Linked DNA regions of Mus musculus: region 1 is linked to region 2. Evidence: chromatin contacts called from public promoter capture Hi-C data. All regions are on one chromosome and are shown on one strand. Each heading gives the region's core, a stretch centred on a gene start, on an enhancer-like site or on the middle of the called end of the contact. The rest is flanking DNA. Distances are from core to core; before and after follow the strand shown. Region 1 holds the start of Hccs (holocytochrome c synthetase). Region 2 holds the start of Gemin8 (gem nuclear organelle associated protein 8).

Region 1 (4,460 bases), core at 1,129-3,628, 3.1 Mb after region 2:
ACTGCACGCAGCTGTTCACTTTAGGAGCGAGAACACAGCTGCTCTATCTCCCTCTGCATCATTAAAAGCACCAATCTTCCTAGAGCATCCATCCCAGATGGCTATTAGAAAGAAAACAGCGTTACAGTTTCCACATCATATAACCAGGAAGCCCTTTAGTCTCCTACAAACACTCACATTCTTACTAATGCAAATAAACCAGGATGACAAGTCTTTAAAATAGATAAAATATAAATCATGCAGAGAACTACTTGAGGAAAGAAGCTCAGAGCAAAGACACACGTGCTTTGTCTGATTTGTCTCAACTTCTAGGAGAAATACTAGGAGACCATGGGATCTGTCCTTGTCCAAGGTCACAGAATTTTCACCAACTTTGCCACTTACTAGCTACATGACTTGAAGTACATAAATTACTCTGAGCTTTAGTTTCTTTCCTTGGCTATAAAACAGTCACACTGGTTTATAGACATGATAATGTAAACTCTCCTGGGCAAAGAATTTTTGTCTACTATATCTACTTCTCTCTCAGTGAAGAAACAAAACCCAGCAATGCTTGTCACAGGATAAGTGCTGACCTCTTGGAGAAAGTTGGCTCGAGGAGAGAAAGAGGAATGGTGACACTGGAAGCATGAGGACCCAACAACATGCACATTCAGTAAGCATACAACACTGTCCCGGTCTCAACTGTCTACAGCAGACATGCACTCATTAAAGAACTGTTTTGTTTCCAGCCTAGCACTGACATAATGCTCTATAAATTCACTTGGTGAAGGCTGATTTTGACCTAGATGAAGACCTTAACAGATATGGGAGTAGTGTATTTCAAACAGCTACACCGAGGTTTATTCAGCTCTGGCACCCTTACTATTTATGGACCAAAGACTCCATGTCTGAGGCTGTATGATGTCTATTTAGCACTATCTAATACCACCCCAGTCTATGTCAGCAGAACCATTTCCTCTCAGTTGTGAGAACCAAAATATGTATTCAATGATGGCTCTTTACATGCATAGCTGAAAGCCACTGATGTAGGCACTGGTAAACTTTGGAAAGACAAGGCTGATTTAAGGAAAAATTGCATAGATGACAGACTGTGAGATATAAAAAAAATTGTTTATGATAATATCTAGTGAGCAGCCAAATTGGACCAGCCCCAGAGTGCCTTAGTCCCGCTTTGCAAGCCTCACTACCAAGCTACAACTCTAGAACTGTGGCTCTCAGCCTGTGGGTTGACCCCTCTGGCAACGCACTATCTCCAACAATATTTCCATGACGAGTCAGAACAGAAGCAAACTTACAGTAATGACGTTGAAAGGAAAATAATGTTGTGGTTGAGTCACCACAACGTGCAGAACTGGGTCAAAGGGTCCAGCATTAGGAAGGTTTGAGAACCACCGCTCTAGAATCACTAGCTTTCTTTTAATTTTCGAGACAGGCAAGTTACCTTTCCTTTGCCCTTTATGCATCGGGCATCCTGAAGGTGGTGAAGCTGGCTGACCATCTGAAGCATTCGAGGCGTTTACTGCAGTAGCAGGAGAAGATGCTGAGGCACCCATGGCTGGAATCACAGGGGTCACTCCCAATCTAAAATACCCAGCTGCCAAAGCAAGAAATCAGATTAAAACGTGGAGGCTAAACAGTTGATATCCCCTTGTTATTCTGATCCTGGCTGGCCCTGGCTTTTTTTCACCATCCCTTGGGAGAGTAAGAGGTAGGGCACTGGTTCGGGGGTGGGGGTGGGGGGTGGTGAGGGGACACTTTGAAAACAGTGCCTCCATTGGGAAAATACCTTGAAGCCTATGCCACCATTTGGGGACCCGTGCCAGAGTCTGGAAACTTGTAAGATGCAACCACGTCGTGAAGACGGGTGTAGTCTTGATGGTGGGGTCCAAGGGAAAATACACTGAACTAGCCTCGAACCCGTGTTCCCAGTAGGGCAGGCGCCTCAGGGAAAATAGGAAGGTTAAAAAAAAAAAAGTCACCAAAACGGGAGGCAAGGAGCGGCGAAGGGCAGGAAGCCACCAGTGTTGCCTTCCCGTCTATGCGCGTCCCACCGGCACCGCGGTCTGCACAGTGCACCGGCTCCAGCCGGACCCGGACGCCGTCCTGTCCCCAAGTCACCTCGCCGACTGTCCCGCGCCGCGCGGCCCCGAGCGCGTCAACCTGCCCAGCCGAACTCACTCGGCAGCCGCCGGCTCCAGCCGAACCCGGGCGCCGCCCTGCCCCCAAGTCTCCGCTCCGACTTGTCCCGCGCGGCGCGGCCGCGAGCGCGTCGAACCGCCCAGCCGAAGTCGCTCGGCTGCACCCGCGGTTTTTCCTCACGCGGGGTCACCGCTAACGTCCGGTCACAGCCGGCGTTCTCGGGCGCCGTTACTTCCTGTTCCGAAGGCGGGACTTCCGGGAGCACGAGGCAAGCTCGCGCTGAGGAGAGGAACGGTCGTCAGGTCGGGCGGATCGCTCCCACCCCCTTCCGCTCCGAGGCCTCGAGCCGCCCGAGCCTTCTCTCCGTCTCCGCCCCTACGTGCGGGGCGGTGTGTTTAAGGGCGGGTCGGTCCACCCCTTCTCGCTCCGCGGCCTATAGGCGCCCGAGCCTTCTCTCCGTCTCCGCCCCTACGGGCCAGGCGGTGTTTTTTAACTCCGCCGGCCGGCCGGTAAGCCGCTCAGGGTGAGAAGTTAGGGAACCGCGGGGTGTCGCTTCCGAGGGGTAAGGCACGTCGCTGTGTTTTTCTAAGTCATCTCCTTAGGTTCTTGAAAGGTCAACTTGTATTTTTTCTTTTTTGGTTTTTCGAGACAGGGTTTCTCTGTGTAGCCCTGGCTGTCCTGGAACTCACTGTGTAGACCAGGCTGGCCTCGAACTCAGAAATCCGCCTGCCTCTGCCTCTGCCTCCTGAAGGCTGGGATTAAAGGCGTGCGCCACCACCGCCCGCTCAACTTGTATTTTTTAATGAACAAGCGATATTTGTGCTTATTTGTGGAATAAAGTGCTATAATTAAGTAGACGCACTTAAACTTCCACCGCCTAGTCCTTTCAAGGACTCTGGCAACCGTTGTGAGTGTACTCCATGGAATTCACAGCCTTCATCTAAGTAGTATATTTCATATTACACAAAGTACGTTTTTATATTACTTGTGTAGGGTAAACCAGCAGATAGGAGATGGTTATTGTATTGGTTAGGTTTTTGTTAACTTGAATGGAGTCACTGTCTTCATCAGACGGCCCAGTGGGCAAGCCTATGGGGACATTTTCTCCATATCTGTATCCGGTACCACCGATGGGCTAGCTTATATTAAGAAAGCAAAGTGAGCCATGGGACCAAGCAAGCCAGTATGTGGTGTACCTCCATGGCCTCCATGGCTTTTGATTCCTTGGTGGCTTCAGGTTCCTGCTTTGAGTTCTGTGGGACCCCATGAAAATGGCCCCCTTTCATATTAATGTGACCATTGTTTAGGTCTTCTTTATGAAGACATTTCTAGGAGCGTTGGTCCACAGCAGACTTCCTGGTACTCTGGATCTTAAAGTGTTATGCCCCCTCTTCAGTGATAGTCTGGTTTTTTGCTAGTCTTTGGTTCTTGTGGGGAGCATTGTCGGTCCAAGTGGTACAACTTCTTCTAAGGCAGTGGTTCTAACCTCTCAAAGCTCCAACCCTTTAATACAGATCTTCATGTTCTGATGATCCTCGCAAGTATAAAATTATTGTTACCACTACATAACTATAATTTTGTTACTGTTATGAATAATAATGTAAATATCTGATTTACAGATCGTGAGCCATAGGTTGGGAATACATAAATCTAGTCTGTTAATTCTGTTTTGATGTTTCTGCGTCTATGATTTCACAGGTAACAACGTAATTGCATAATATATATTATCTATTTGTGTTAAAACATTTTAAAATTTGTGTTATACATTTTTTTTAAATTTTCCTATGTGTTCTACAATTCTTCTCTCGTTCAACATGTTCATGTTGTCTCCACTTTTAAAATATTTAATTCTTTTCCCCGGCCCTTTGGCCCTTTCTAAATTCTATATCCTTCCTCAAAATTCTTTATTGTGTCACAATTATCCATTCTATCCCACAATTATTGCTTCTCTTACACTCTGCCTTCTCTCATAGAGATCCTCATAACCATTTCCGGTTATCTCCCACAGTTCTCACTTTTTAATATAATTGATTAGAAGAATCATACCTTTCTTGTTCCTGAGATTCTAAGGTTTTCCAAGATCGGAGGCAGTAGGAGGTCTCTCTCTCTCAGGATCACGGCCAGAGAACAGAGAATTGGTATGCCTTGGGTATAAAGACAATATCACTAGTTCCACAGCGGGTCAGAGAACATATAACATACCAGGTATTTTAGATACTGCTGGGAATACAAAAGTGCTGAACGAAGGCTTTGTTCTTTGGGAATCTGTATTCAAATAATTTAAAGATCAACTAACAGTACACTTCATCTAAAGAGAT
Region 2 (4,580 bases), core at 1,738-4,237:
AGAACAAAAGATGCTAGATGAGGAATAGTCGAATTACAAATTCCCACCAGAGGGCGGTAGAACACAAGTAATAAAACAACCTCCCCCTAGCTTTTCCAAGTCCTCTCAATGTTTCACCCTGAGGAGTTAAAATGACCATGCTTCTTAAACAGAATTCTCACCTTTTTTTGTCAGTCATTTATTCATAAGTAAATGTATCACACAGCATCTATATATTTATATCGCTCTCTGTGGACAGAATTAATTTCCACACTAAGGATTGGAAGACAATCATGGGTTGGCTTCTCACTTCTTAGGTGCTCACTATTAACCGTCACCTATGCTTTTTATGCAACTAAATTAAGATAAACAACCACTAAAACTCAGCCAAGAAGAGAGCCACCATAATCAGAGATGGAGGTGTGGATCTGCTAGCTTCTTGACTTCATCTTCAGCTAACTTATCATTGGGCCTCTTGGCTACCTAAAAGAGAAAATTTCAAAAGTGCTTTATCCTTATGATGGATGAGTCATGACATTCAAACCACCAGTGAGCAGTATTGTGGACAAGTCCTAAGACAATACATCTCGAGTGAAGGTGGCTTTGCCCCCAGGGGACATTTGCAATATGCCTGGACGTTTCCTTTGGTGTCACATTTGAGGGATGCTACTGGCACATAGTAGGTAGAGGACAGATATGCTTCCCAATATCTTATCTTAGCAGGGCAGCCCTCAGAACACAGAACAATTCAGCCTCAAATATGATTAATGTCTCGAAACTCTATCTGGGAGGAAGAGGCATGCAAAGAGGTTTCCCTTTTATCCTCCCACTGAGCTGGGGTAGGGGGGAAGGGGCTGGGGGAAGGTGCCATGATAAGTCAACTTGGACTAAGCTCTCAGAAACAGGAAGGCAAGATGGGTAAAGTTAAAAGACAGGTAGAGGGCAAGTTTCTCATCCCATGGAGTTGCCATATTCCTCTGGGCTTCCCACACTCACAACTGTGAGAACGAAACCCACTTCTCACCACTCTGAATGGCTTATCTGGATCTGCACAAGAGGAGCCAAAGCACTAGTAATATTCTAGCTAGCAATATAACATACACACAGACTCTGTGTATGTGCATGCAGACACTTGGTATTTCCAGAACTGCTCCATTTGAAATACATTTTCTATAAGCCCATCATGTTCTGCCTTTTCTGCAAGTATGTGACCGCTTTCTCATATCACTCTCTTTTCTTTCCTGCTCTTCTTCCCACAGGCTCCAAATGACTTGCCTGCTTCCCAGAAGATAGTCACAGTCCTACAAACACACACAGCCCTTTCTCGTTTCTTGCCTAAAGTTAACTGCCTGTGTGTGTGTGTGTGTGTGTGTGTGTGTGTGTGTGTGTGTGTTGTCCCTTTCTGCAATATATTCATCATATAAATTTACTACAATATGTCAGGTATGGTAATGAATATTCTCGCACCTGGGAAATAGGAGTTCTGCACGGGCTACATGAGACTCTTTCTAAACAAACAAATGAAAAACATAATTACACTTGCATTGACTGTCTATGATCTCTACCCAACCAATTGTCAATTTTGTGAAGTAAAAAAACTGTGTTTACCAGTGTATATTCACTAAGTAAAATATTACTCTCCTTTAGAATTATAATTTATGCCACATATATAATTTCATGTTCTATTGAACAGATTAATAAATATGTACATATTATTAAAATATGTACATAAATATTAAAATATGTACATGGAATTCATTTTACTCTTCATTTAAGGTAAATTCTCCTTCCCTAAGGCAAGGATTTTTTTTTTCCTCAAACAGCTTCATGCATCCCAGGTTGACCTCAGATTCACTGTGTAGCCACAACAACCTTGCTTCCATGCCCAGAATTCTAGGATTACAGATGCGCCAATATGCCCAGATGTGAGATGTTATAAAGGAATGATCCAGCGCATCATTCATGCTGGACAAACATTCTATCAATGAAGCTACACCACTGCCAGGTTAAGATTGCTTAAAATGTGAGTTAGTTAAGGCAGGCTTGTTGATACGCGTGCCTGTAATCCCAACAGTCAAGAGACCGGTGGATCTCTGGGAATTCAAACCAGCCAGGGCAAGATGATGACCTTCGACCCAGCTGAAAGTGAGACAGTGTCAACAACAACTAGACAGTTCACGTATTTTTTTTTCAATATTAACTCTTTAAAATGTACTGTGGAATTTAGTTAAGCACATCGAAAATTCTCACATTTAAGTACCTCAAAATCACGTGTGCCTTGAAGCTACAAGACACTGCAGATACTTAGCATATAGTAGACATCTGGTATATGTTTGCTAAATATTCTTTTATACTACTTTGATTCACCAATATTACAGGAATGATAAGGTAATAATGTCCCACTACTGACATTGCCTAATTATCTTAGCCTTTGGCATTTAAATTGTTTCCTATTTTCACTTTTTGGAATAACCATGCATCTGGTCCAAATCTGGTTTTCCTAGTAATAAATTCCTGCAAAATATGGCACATTTTGCCAAATAAGCCCACTTGGCCTTCTAGTAGTTCATCTTTGGTTACTAAGGACTCTTGTGCAACTCTAGAAGGGCATGTACTGCTGACGATTATAATGACAGAAACACTAGGTACAAATTAAGGTTCATAAATGTCAAGCTGACACAGATCTGAGTGAATCTGTATTTTCAAAACAATTTCTCACCTTCCATTTTAGTTAAGAAAGTGAAAAGAAAGTAAAAGCTAAAGAAGAAATAATAATAATAATAACCGAAAGCTGAGGGTGCAATTCAGTTCTGATCCCCTAGTGCCCAATAGCTAGCTGCCGGGACCGCCCAAACAAACGAATTCGCTTCCTGTGCCGCCCTTGACTCTGTGTAGCCACTGACACGACGTTACGTCACGGATAAGGCGGGACTTCCGTCTTTCAAGCCCCGTACCGGAAGCGAGCTCCTTGTTGCCCAGGCAACCCGAGCCTCCCGCTCTCCTTGTGTCACTCCCCCACTTCTCCCGCCCCTTCCTCCTCCCCACCACCAGAGCTAGGTCCGTTGTTGCCCACCGCCCGAGATCTGCCAGCTGCGTGCCCACGAGGTGACTTCGGGGGCTGATGGGTTGCTTTTGGGGAGTAAGGGAATAGCGTGGCGGACTCCTGAAGCTTGGAGTACTGGCTTGGCGCTCATGCTGTGGCTTTAATTACCATCACCCGGCAGCACGAGGAGGTTGCCTAGACCCGTGAGAGTCCCAACCCCTGACAGACTGTTAAAACTAGTTCTAATTTATGCTCTCAAGCCCTATGTGCTTCCTAATCCTTGGGTGCCTGCTGAGAATTCTGTTCCCAGGCCCCCACCTCAGACTATTCCAGTTCAGATCTTGAGAAGTGAGGCTCAAGCATGGGAAGGTTTGGGGTTTTTGTTTGTTTTGTTTTGTTTTAACTCACAGTGTAATTCAAACGTGCTGTGGATCACAATGTTGCAGGAAGTCTGTCAGGACACGTTTCTGCAGAGATGTCTAAGCTACTGGCTCATTTACAAAAACAAAACAACAAAAACCTGAGTTTCTCCCCCGCCCCCCTTGCAACTTTTGAGTTCTGTAGGTCAGAATTCTTAGTTGATGTTATCTTAAGAACATTTGACAGTTGCTGTGGGTAGCCAGAGTTCTGAACCATTTTCCCTTTTTTTTTCTGAAATGATTGTTACAAACTCGTTGCACAAATTAGGCTCTGGACTCCACTGTTGTTGGGGTTTTTATTTGCTTGGGGGGGGTTGTTTGTTGGTTTTTGTTTTGTTGTTGTTTTTTAACTAAAAGCCAGAACATTACTCAAAATCTTAAGACTAAAAGTTACAGACACAAAGCCTCTATGAATTGTGAGATTGTGATACTGTTTGAAAGTACAATTTATGCTAGCATGATTCGTCAAGATAACAGTGTCTTTGGGATGGCAGTGGAAAGAGAAACCATGTGTATATGCTTTGGGTAAATCTAACACGTGCAAGTTCACAGTAAAGTGTATGATCCCTTCTGTTGACTGCTGGGCTGGGGGGAAAAATCAACCCAAGTTGCAGAGAGGCAGGCGTTTCCATCGTGAAACTGTTTTACAGATGGCAGAGGCTTATTGGTGTTTCTTCAAGTCCAGCGTTTAAGGAGAAGTTAAGATAAGAAGGATGGCAGGAAATTAAACATAGCTAGAGGTTAGATAAGAGTTCTCAAGCACACTATAGAACTCTCAGAATTACTTCTTTATGTTGGGAAATCCACTCATAAAGCACTTGGACAATCAGATGCAGACTGTAACATTTAAGGCCAGATGAACTGGAAATATATTAATATATTTAGACATTTGGAACTTCTTACTGATTGTTGTTTTTAGTTACTGCCCCTTAATAATTTGGGGGAGCACGGGTAGGAGAGAATATTATCAGGATATAACAGACAATCTCAACAATTCCAGTAGCCCCCAAAGGCAGGAGATTATACCTGTTATTTTCTCTGGTGGAAGAAAAATGGGACCTCTAAAAGGAATAAAGTATAGCATCTATCCCTCCAAATAAGTGCCCGGAGCAAGTACAGTATGCAGAAAAGAATTTAGC

Evidence for each region. Promoter capture Hi-C pulls out the DNA fragments that hold promoters and counts their contacts.
Region 1: a contact with region 2 is called in a promoter capture Hi-C map of erythroid cells, with 2.3 times the contacts expected there. The contact joins the promoter of Hccs here to the promoter of Gemin8 in region 2. A contact is called at or near these places in 1 of 39 promoter capture datasets (erythroid cells) and 1 of 484 Hi-C or Micro-C datasets (CD4 T cells).

The regions. Positions count from the first base shown.
Region 1 is chrX:169,317,994-169,322,453 of GRCm38.p6, forward strand. Hccs (holocytochrome c synthetase) reads right to left here and starts at 2,379. Exons shown (of 7, transcript NM_001331049.1): 1 at 1,983-2,379; 2 at 1,445-1,597. The coding sequence starts at 1,556. Gm15246 (predicted gene 15246) reads left to right here and starts at 2,402. Exons shown (of 6, transcript NM_001361166.1): 1 at 2,402-2,704.
Region 2 is chrX:166,167,467-166,172,046 of GRCm38.p6, forward strand. Gemin8 (gem nuclear organelle associated protein 8) reads left to right here and starts at 2,988. Exons shown (of 4, transcript NM_146238.4): 1 at 2,988-3,084.